Regions from separate parts of the Mus musculus genome. Here all the other regions are linked to region 3. Evidence: chromatin contacts called from public ChIA-PET and HiChIP or PLAC-seq data. All regions are on one chromosome and are shown on one strand. Each heading gives the region's core, a stretch centred on a gene start, on an enhancer-like site or on the middle of the called end of the contact. The rest is flanking DNA. Distances are from core to core; before and after follow the strand shown.

Region 1 (2,811 bases), core at 65-2,564, 560 kb before region 3:
CTCCAACAAAGCCTTGTGCTGGGTAGCAAGCTCTGTGCTCTACAAACAAAAGCTCCTTCATGTGGCTTGTCTAGCCTGATCCTGTCTTTAAAGGGAGTGTCCCAAGGCTGCCTAAGGACTCAACTCATTCCATAGGACATGGTTTTACCACAGTCATGTGTCTTCATGCCTGCTACGATTAATTCTAACAGTTCATAGATGAACTGTGCTATGATCTCATGGAGCAGACCCTCCATCTCGGGATGCTATGCCGCATCTCCTTCAGCCGCACCCACCCTCCAGGTAAGAGAAGCGAGTGGCAGGCTGACAAGCAGATGATAGCACTGACTAGCACTTGACCCTCAGATCGCCCCGCAGTAACTTTTCATGTGAAGAGCTCCCTCTCCTCCGCAGCCCTCTGCTGACTTCTTTAGCCTTTGCTCTGGGCACTCCAACTCTCCCCTTCCCTCTTGAGGAGTGAGTCCACATGTTGAAACCCACTGCATGCAAGAATTCCACTTCCTACACTGTTTTCAAGTCGCCCCACCCTGCAGACTGCAGCCTCAGCTTCCTCTGGGTTTTCAAGGATGAGGAGGTCTTGTGATCCTGACAGCCTTTCTGCTGCCTGCTCTGATCGAGGCATTAAGACTGTCCCAGGGATCCTGCCACCCAGCTTCAACCTTCTTCCTCAGGCTGCAATGTGACTAATGTTTGAGGGTCATGTCTCTCACAGAGCCACAAAAGCCCTACCACATCAAGCCCAGGGTGGAGCCTCAAACCTCAAGAGAAAAAGTTGTTCCCTTCTTGAAAGCCACCATCTCACCTGGCATCTCTGCACCCTTTGTCTGGCGGGTCAAGGCTGGGTTTCCTCGGTGCAGACCTTGCACTCAAAGCTGATACTCCAAGGGCAGGAAGCTGACAGTGGGTACACAGAGTAAGGCGTGGCTGGGAGCAAGGGACGCCTTAATATTCTTCATGTCCCCACAACCAGCACTACACAGGGCAGACCCCAAAGGGCTAATTTCTAAAGTGTGTCAAGCTTCTACTTGCCCACATGGCTCCAGTCTCCCCTAAGCCTCATACAGGGGGCTCAGAAGTACTCTCATAGGTGCCTACAAGCTCTCTGCAGATGGTTATCTGTTCTGTTCTCTGGTGTATGTCAAGGATTGCAAGAGTGGTTTCCCATGTGCCCCAAGAACTACCAGCTAAACAAATGAGTAACAGGCAGGTAGGTGTGTGTCCAAGACTGCCTCCAGCTCAATCCTGAAGGTCCTCACAGAAACCTCTGCTCCCGTGACACTGCTCTGACTACTTTCCATATCCATTTGTCATGAACTGCCGTGCTCTCAGAGGGCAGGAACTGAAGGAACTGAAGCAGGAACTGAAGCAGCCTCATGCTGCTCTGCTGTGGACTTATGATACCCTTGCCCTCAGACACAGTTTATACTTGCTGAAGCCCACAGAGCCACCAGGAGTGCACAGTCAATACCAGCCCAGCCAGACAACACTGCTGCAGGAAGCCGGGCCATTCTGCTCCTGGCTGTCAAAAGAGGTCCTTCTTTACATACTTGACATGGCTCCACTGGGGACAGGCAGAACAAAGCCCCTCAGAGCCACTGTTCCTAAAGCCAGAGCCAAAGACATCACTAACAAAGTTCATTCAGGACACAGGGTTATTTTTAAAGGTCTTTGTAGCAACTAAAAGACACTGTTTTGAAAATGTGTAACTAGTATTGATAAGTAACAACTATTAGCTGTCCTCTGTAATACACAAAAAGTCACAGATCATTTCACAGATTAAATAAACACAGAGGTGCTAATCCAAGCCCATACTCTCCTTGCAGCCAGAGTGATACTCAGTCCTACAGAGCTCTGGCCCTAGAGGAGAGACAGAGGGTTCAAGCCAGCCTCTAACTGCTAACATATTGATGGCAAGTACAGGCTGGAAAGAGCCTAGCACACCCAAAGAGAAGACTGCAAACCTCCTTATGCTTCAATGATATACAGTAATGAGGAGAGGAGAGTGCACACAAGTATGAAGTGTGATACTATGGTGTGAAAAAGTGGTCAGTGTATACATAAGCATGTCTCATACAGAGTTTCACAGATCACATGGCACTTGTGTCTGCAGGGAAGGGATCTTGTGGCTGCAGATGGGATGAGGCGAGGGACAGACTTGGCCATATGTAGTGCTATATATTATAACGTGCCTATGTGCATATGCGTGTGTACATGTATGTGTGTGTGAGCACACATGAGTGTACAGACAAATAAATGGAAGGGGTGTGTGTATGGGTGCACACATGCATGAAGATGCACCTGCCTGTAGTACGGAGGCCACATGTCAATCTTGGTTATCAGTCCTCAGAGGCCATGCACTTTGTGTTTGAAGCAGGAGCTCAGTAAAGGTTGGACAGGCTGGCCAGCAAGCCCAGCAATGTGCCTACCCATCCCTCTTCAGAGCAAGCCCTAAGTGTTAACACTATCCTAGAACCCATATACCAGGGGTTCTCTTCTTCCTCATGGTCAGCAATGTTTCACGTGCGGCTTGGAGGGGGGAGGTCTGTACTTGCTTAGAGCAGGGTTCCCTTCTATCACTTCACAGATACAGATTCACCTTCAACTTTGTACAGCCCTGGATGCCTTGTAGTGTGCTTCAGCTGCCACACTGCATCACGAGACACAGCCACTCAGGACCAGTGTGCCTTCAGTTTCAGAGGTAACCCTGGGAGGGACAAAGAACCCAATCTTGGGAGAGCACAGATACAATTTGAGCAAGGATCTCCTCAAACCACAAGAATGAATATGAAATAGTTTGCTTTCTTTCTTTTG
Region 2 (2,760 bases), core at 144-2,643, 670 kb before region 3:
AGTTTCTATAAACCCTCTGAGGAGAGGTAAACAGGTAGAGCATCTGCCATGCAGCAAACTCAAAGTCCATCTGCCGAAATCGAAAGAGCCTTCTGAGGTACTTGTAGCGTTTTGCTCCAGCCGTGTGCCTTGCTGCATCCCTGGAATTTAATACTCCATTCCCGTGCATCGAAGAACTCAAGGAAGTACTTGGTAGCATCTTCCTAGATGGAATGAGAACATTTCTCTTAGATGTAATCTTAAATGTAATTATTTGGCTACTAGAACTCCTCGTCAGCGCTATGACGTTTTCTCTTGCCACCTTCAGAAAGGATTAGGGGCCAGAAGCTATAGAGTTGGTTCTGGGGCTTGTCTAGGGGCTGGCCAAGGGTAATGCCATCAAGGCAGTACCACAAACTCCTGTATCACCTGAAACAAGCACTTAACTTCAGTCGATGGTTTCCCAACCTTCACCTCAATCAAGCCTTTGACAGCTGCAGTAGCTCACTACTGATAATGGAGGCCAAGGAAAAAGCAGCACAAGGGGGTGTGCAATGACGTCCTCATTAACACGGGACAATGACCGAACACTGGTTCAAAATTCCGTGTTTGTAATGACCAAGATTTAAAACAAACAAAAAGTTTAATCTAAAAGCAAGGTTACTGAAAAAGTAAGACACACAGTTTATTTGTACAAGTCCATCGGCGATGGCCAGCAAGTCCCTGGTTATTCAGAATGTGACAATAAAAATTACACTCCTTGATGGTTTTACTCCTAGGATGGCTGGGTAGGAGGAATAACAGCGCGAAGGGGCCAGTCCAACTAGTCCGAAGCTAAATGACTGCTGGTCACCGCCCAGCCTACCTGCCCTCCGCGGCGCGGCGCGGCGCCCCGCCCCGCCAGCAGGTCTCCATTACCCCAAGCCTCTGTCAACTAAAAATACAAACGGCCCAGTGACATTTGACTTAAGAACAAGCAACGACAAGGTTTCAGGGTGTGTGTCTCCTTGCAAAATTTCAGACCTGCTTAGAATAGAAAAACGGCTCTAATCCTGCGATTCCCACGTAAGCGGCTGTCTTTGGTTTTACCCAGCAGCTCCACGGCGGGCCTAGGACTCGAGCTGCCGGGCGCCGGCCGGTCCCTCGCCCAGCCGCTGAGACGCCAGGTCGCGAGCTAACCGTGGAAACGGCCGACGGCACGAACGCCACCCTGCGCACACAGAGCAGGCCGCACCTGAAGGCCCTCGAGGCCTCGTCCTGGGCCCGGGACTACCGCCACCTTCCCAGGGCAGCCGAGCCCAGCCGCCGCTGGGGCCACTTCCCTTCCCGCTACGTAGCCCGCACTTGCGGCGCTCTGTATTTACGTTACGGACACGCACTTCCGCCACGCGTGCGCATACCCTGAAGAGTCGCACTCCTGGCGGAAGTTGTTGAGACTTTCTCCCACCCTCGCCGGTAGCTTGCCAGTGGGCGTGTCCCACGCCCTTCCGGGCCGTGCGGGGTGACCGAGGGCCGTGATCCAGTGTGGTGAGGGCGGTGGGTCCCCGCCATGCCCCGGTATTATGAGGACAAGCCGGAGGGCGGCGCGTGTGCGGGCGTGAAGGAGGATCTGGGTGCATGTCTGCTGCAGTCTGCCTGTGTGCTCCAGGTAGCGGATCTGGGTGGCAGAGCTCAGTCAAGACTGGCTCCATGATGGCCTGCGAGGGGAGGTCACGTCGAGGGTAGAGGTCGCGCGTCCGCTCCTGACTTTGGACAGGTCTCTTGAGCTCGCATCCCCAGTTCTTACTGGTGTTAAGTGGGAGATAACTTACTACCCACCTAAGGATTTTGTAAACCTTCAGCCAGCTCTGTTCAGGAAGCGATCCCTGAGTGCTGGCACGCGCCACCAGAGACTCCCACTCTAAGGGCAGCTGCCAAGGCCTGTGCCTGCGCCGCATGGCTACTTGATCTGTGGTGGAGAGTTTTGGTTCCTTGGCTTCTAGAATATGGAAGTATCTCATGGTGTGCCATAGTTTCTCTCTGCCGATCTTTAACCTATCTTAAACCTATAGCATTGCATTCTGGGAGGAATTCAACATAAGCCTTTATACTATGTGCTGCCTTGGGAAACAGGCGAGGAATGAGAAGGGCTCAGAGAAACGTAGGGTATGAACTCAGATGATCACAACGTACCTTCCAGTGGGGGATAGTGAGGAGAAAGGGGAGTGGGGAGAAGGTTCAGAACTTTCTCAAAAATAGACTTCTTAAGATTTTATGACTCTTGGAAAACCAGAAAAGTTGAAACTTCCAGAGGGAACTCAGTATGGTTTTCCCATTACTGACCTTGACCTCAGAAGAGCAAGGCCTCTTGCCCGCTGACTCATCTCTCCAGCCCCTCCACCTTATTACTTGAGATAGCATGTCAGTGGACCTAATTGGCTAGCCTAACCAGATCTGCTTGGCTCCACTCCCATTCTGGGATAAACGACTTCTGCCACCATGCCCAGCTCTTTATGTGGGTGCTGAACTGGGAGCTCTCATGCACAGCAAGCATTTTCTTTACTTAGCCACTTTGCCAGCCCCTCCCTATTAACATTTATATACAGAGTTTAGTACTAACACTAAAAGGTCTTTATTTTAACACATCCAATTCATGGTTCTCATCCATAGGAAGGCTTATACAAACATTGACGATATGTCCTAAAAATCTTAGGCTCTGGGGGCTGGAAAATAGATGGCTCAGTGGTTAAGAGCACTTGTTGCTCTTACAGAGGGTCAGGATTTGGTCCTAGCAGCCATAAG
Region 3 (2,700 bases), core at 22-2,521:
CGTCAGCTGGCTTTAGGTCAGCATGACCCCGTTCCTGTGGTCCTTGGGCCTGAGCAGGGGTGGTCAGTATAGGGTGGTTCAGATGCTGCAGGCCTCGTGGAAGTTTCCAGAATCTGTGATCAGGGCCTGAGACCCTCCAGAGCTAATGATAACAATTAGCATCCTAACAACCTATTAACTATATGGCACCTATGTCCCTGAACACTGAATGAGGTGTCAGATACAGAAACTGTGAAAGCACAGAGAGGTGGGGTGACTTGCCCAAGGTCACACAGCAATAAAGAGCAGGCAGATCTAAATGGACCCAGGCCCCTGGCCCTAAAAAGTGTAAACTTTAACACCCTCCAGGCTGCTGGCCCACCAGAGCATCTGCGGGGGTTGCAAAGGCAAAACTGAAGGTCAGGTGAACTTTGGGTTTGTCAGAGGAACCTTAGCAGGTGACACCTTCGATTTTCCAACTTAGGACTTGGTGACCCCAATCTTTCAGCAAGGCTTCAGTAAACACCTACTGTGTGTTTGATGTCCTAGCTAAGACAAGAGCAATGAATGTCACTGTGACCGTTCACAGGAACCCTGCTATTTTCTGCCAGGCCTCACTGTCTGAGATACCTCTTCCAGCCTCTTGGCCAACAAACAAGGCAAGCATTTAACAGGCAGCCAACTCTGTATCTGTTTTTTAAATGCAGATTCAGAGAGGCCAAGACAACTGTCAAGAGCACACAGCTACGGAGCAGAGATCTAGTGATAGTTCCTTTCCCCTGCTTTAACATGACCTGACTCCGAGTGGAGCCTGACTCGAGCCCCTCTCCAGAGCTACTGACATTCTGTTGTCCAAGCTCACAGGCCTATTGTACCAGCCTGCCTGTGCTGCTTTCTAAAGCCAAGGAGCCGACCCAACAGGAGTCTAGGAACCCAGAAAAAGACACCGGCACCCCTCGGGTGACCTGTTTCCCCAAGGGCGCCCCTTAGCTCCACCGATTGCAAAGTCTCAGGTCCCTACCACTTGGGCCTACCCAAGCCCAGCCTCAGGCCCCTGCGGACCCCACCCTCCTCACACAGAGATCAGAGTAAGGGAGTGACACCCAGTCACACTCCCTCCACCAAAGGCTAAAGGGTGGCCACTCACCTGGACACCCTCGAGGCTATCACAGCTCACAGGGTACGGCAGGGCCCAGCCGGAAGGCCTGGTGTCCCCAGAGCACTTTTTCTCACCAGCACCTTTCTTTGCAGCTCAGCCTATTTCCTTGATGCGAAGACAGGAAAGAGAGCCGTGTTTGAAGTTGACGTCAAAGCAACAAAATGCTGTGTGGAAGGAAAATCACAGGCCACATGCTCCTGGCGGGGCAGAGCACATTTCCGGGGTCACGCAGTACCAGCCGCAGGGTGTCGGGAACACAAGAGGAAGGTGGGGATTGTAGCAGCCAGGGATTGGGGCAAAGGCTGCTTCCCACAGTGAGCCCCCACCTGAGGGGGGCACCTGGAGTGTTGGGGGAAGGGCAAGTTCTGGAAAGGAGGGGTCCCCAATGTGTTCCTGTCCTAGATAAGGTTGCTATTACTGTGATTAACACAGTGACCAAAGCAAGTTCGGGAGGAATGGGTCTACCTGGCTTATACTTCCACAGCTAATTATCGAAGTATGTTGGAGCAGGAACTCAAACAGAGCAGGAAGCTGGAGGCAGGAACTGATGCGAAGGCCATGGAGGGCTGCTGCTTACTGGCTTGCTCAGCCTGATTTCTTCTAGAACCCACGACCACCAGCCTGGGAATGGCTCCACCCACCATCAGACGCCCACAACGCAACCTTATAGAAGCGTTTTCTCAATTGAGGTTTCCTCTCAGATAACTATAATACGTGTCAAGTTGATATAAATCTAGACAGTACAGTGCCCAATTTCTTGGAAGCATCCAGGGGCAGGCCTCTGCCGGAACCCTAGAGGCAGGCTCTAAAGCTCTAAAGCTGGGGTGAGGGAGGGGTGAGCCCACTGGGACTCCAGAGCTAGGCTGGTGTTCACCTAGAAAAAGCCACGATGGCAGGGTTATTCTACAGGAGCTCTGGGAAGAACTGGCTCTGGAGCTGGGACAAGTAGGCGGGGTCCCCCGACACTCATACACTCTAGTCCAGCCCCACAAGGGTCTACCACCTTGACCACTTCACATATCTAGATCATACTAGAAATGTGCATTGCCCCAAGGTCTCTGGGAGCCACACCAGTTACTTGAAAGCATCAGGGGCCGGGGATGGGGGTTGGGGGTGGGGGAAATGGGCGGCATTCTCCTCCTCCGAGGTGGGAATCTCCAGTGCTCAGAGAAGGGACATCTTGGTCTCAGCAAGCCACAAGCCCCTTCCTGTCCCACTTCGTGTCCAGAAGCTTGCGACTGGAAACAGTGTCATAGCTGCAGCCCGCAGTATGTCTGCTTCACTGAGGAGAGGATGCAGATCGCCACAGATAGGAGCATTGTCCCATGAGGTGGCAAGAGGGAGGCACGTCCTTTGAACTTCAGAGGGAAGGGCTACCGGATGCTAGGGAACTCAGCGCGTCTGGTGGGAGGGGGGGTGTCCAGTAAACTGTGAACTCAGAGCCTAGGAAAAAAATTGAACCTGTGCCCCAACACCTCCAGGTGTGCCTCTGAGGAGAAGCAACCTGGCCTCCTCTAGGAAACCTCCCTCTGCCTCACACTGGCCAGAGAGGCCCGAGTGCG

Evidence for each region. ChIA-PET counts read pairs in DNA pulled down with a chosen protein or histone mark. HiChIP or PLAC-seq counts read pairs in DNA pulled down with a chosen protein or histone mark.
Region 1: a contact with region 3 is called in an H3K27ac HiChIP or PLAC-seq map of regulatory T cell precursor, with 5 times the contacts expected there. The contact joins the enhancer-like site here to the promoter of Zap70 in region 3. A contact is called at or near these places in 5 of 39 promoter capture datasets (the 3T3-L1 cell line, embryonic stem cells, frontonasal cranial neural crest and 2 more), 2 of 484 Hi-C or Micro-C datasets (CD4 T cells and regulatory T cells), 13 of 115 datasets of contacts at active chromatin or transcription factors (DN3 thymocytes, SST interneurons, T-cell acute lymphoblastic leukemia and 9 more) and 2 of 9 other capture datasets (liver and pancreatic islet).
Region 2: a contact with region 3 is called in an RNA polymerase II ChIA-PET map of memory CD8 T cells, with 171 read pairs. The contact joins the promoter of Coa5 here to the promoter of Zap70 in region 3. A contact is called at or near these places in 6 of 39 promoter capture datasets (the C10 cell line, the SN4741 cell line, embryonic stem cells and 2 more), 2 of 484 Hi-C or Micro-C datasets (CD4 T cells and embryonic stem cells), 15 of 115 datasets of contacts at active chromatin or transcription factors (DN3 thymocytes, bone marrow-derived macrophages, effector CD8 T cells and 6 more) and 3 of 9 other capture datasets (adipose tissue, embryonic stem cells and pancreatic islet).

The regions. Positions count from the first base shown.
Region 1 is chr1:37,315,839-37,318,649 of GRCm38.p6, reverse strand. All of the region lies in intron 1 of Inpp4a (inositol polyphosphate-4-phosphatase, type I), which reads right to left. It overlaps 4930439A04Rik (a long non-coding RNA gene), which reads left to right. Exons shown (of 4, transcript XR_003947777.1): 3 at 2,585-2,698. Among named protein-coding and RNA genes, the nearest start is that of 4930439A04Rik, 17 kb to the left of the region's middle. Within about 2 kb of position 1,314, at least 63 of the 459 cell types and tissues checked have an H3K27ac peak or open chromatin away from gene starts, as enhancers often do. A contact at or near this core is called in T-cell acute lymphoblastic leukemia, bone marrow-derived macrophages, effector CD8 T cells and 4 more, where this site is marked.
Region 2 is chr1:37,428,736-37,431,495 of GRCm38.p6, reverse strand. It overlaps Coa5 (cytochrome C oxidase assembly factor 5), which reads left to right and starts at 1,393. Exons shown (of 3, transcript NM_198006.4): 1 at 1,393-1,627. The coding sequence starts at 1,529. It overlaps Unc50 (unc-50 homolog), which reads right to left and starts at 1,357. Exons shown (of 6, transcript NM_026123.4): 1 at 1,003-1,357; 2 at 1-203. The coding sequence starts at 199.
Region 3 is chr1:36,760,369-36,763,068 of GRCm38.p6, reverse strand. Zap70 (zeta-chain (TCR) associated protein kinase) reads right to left here and starts at 1,271. Exons shown (of 13, transcript NM_009539.3): 1 at 1,127-1,271.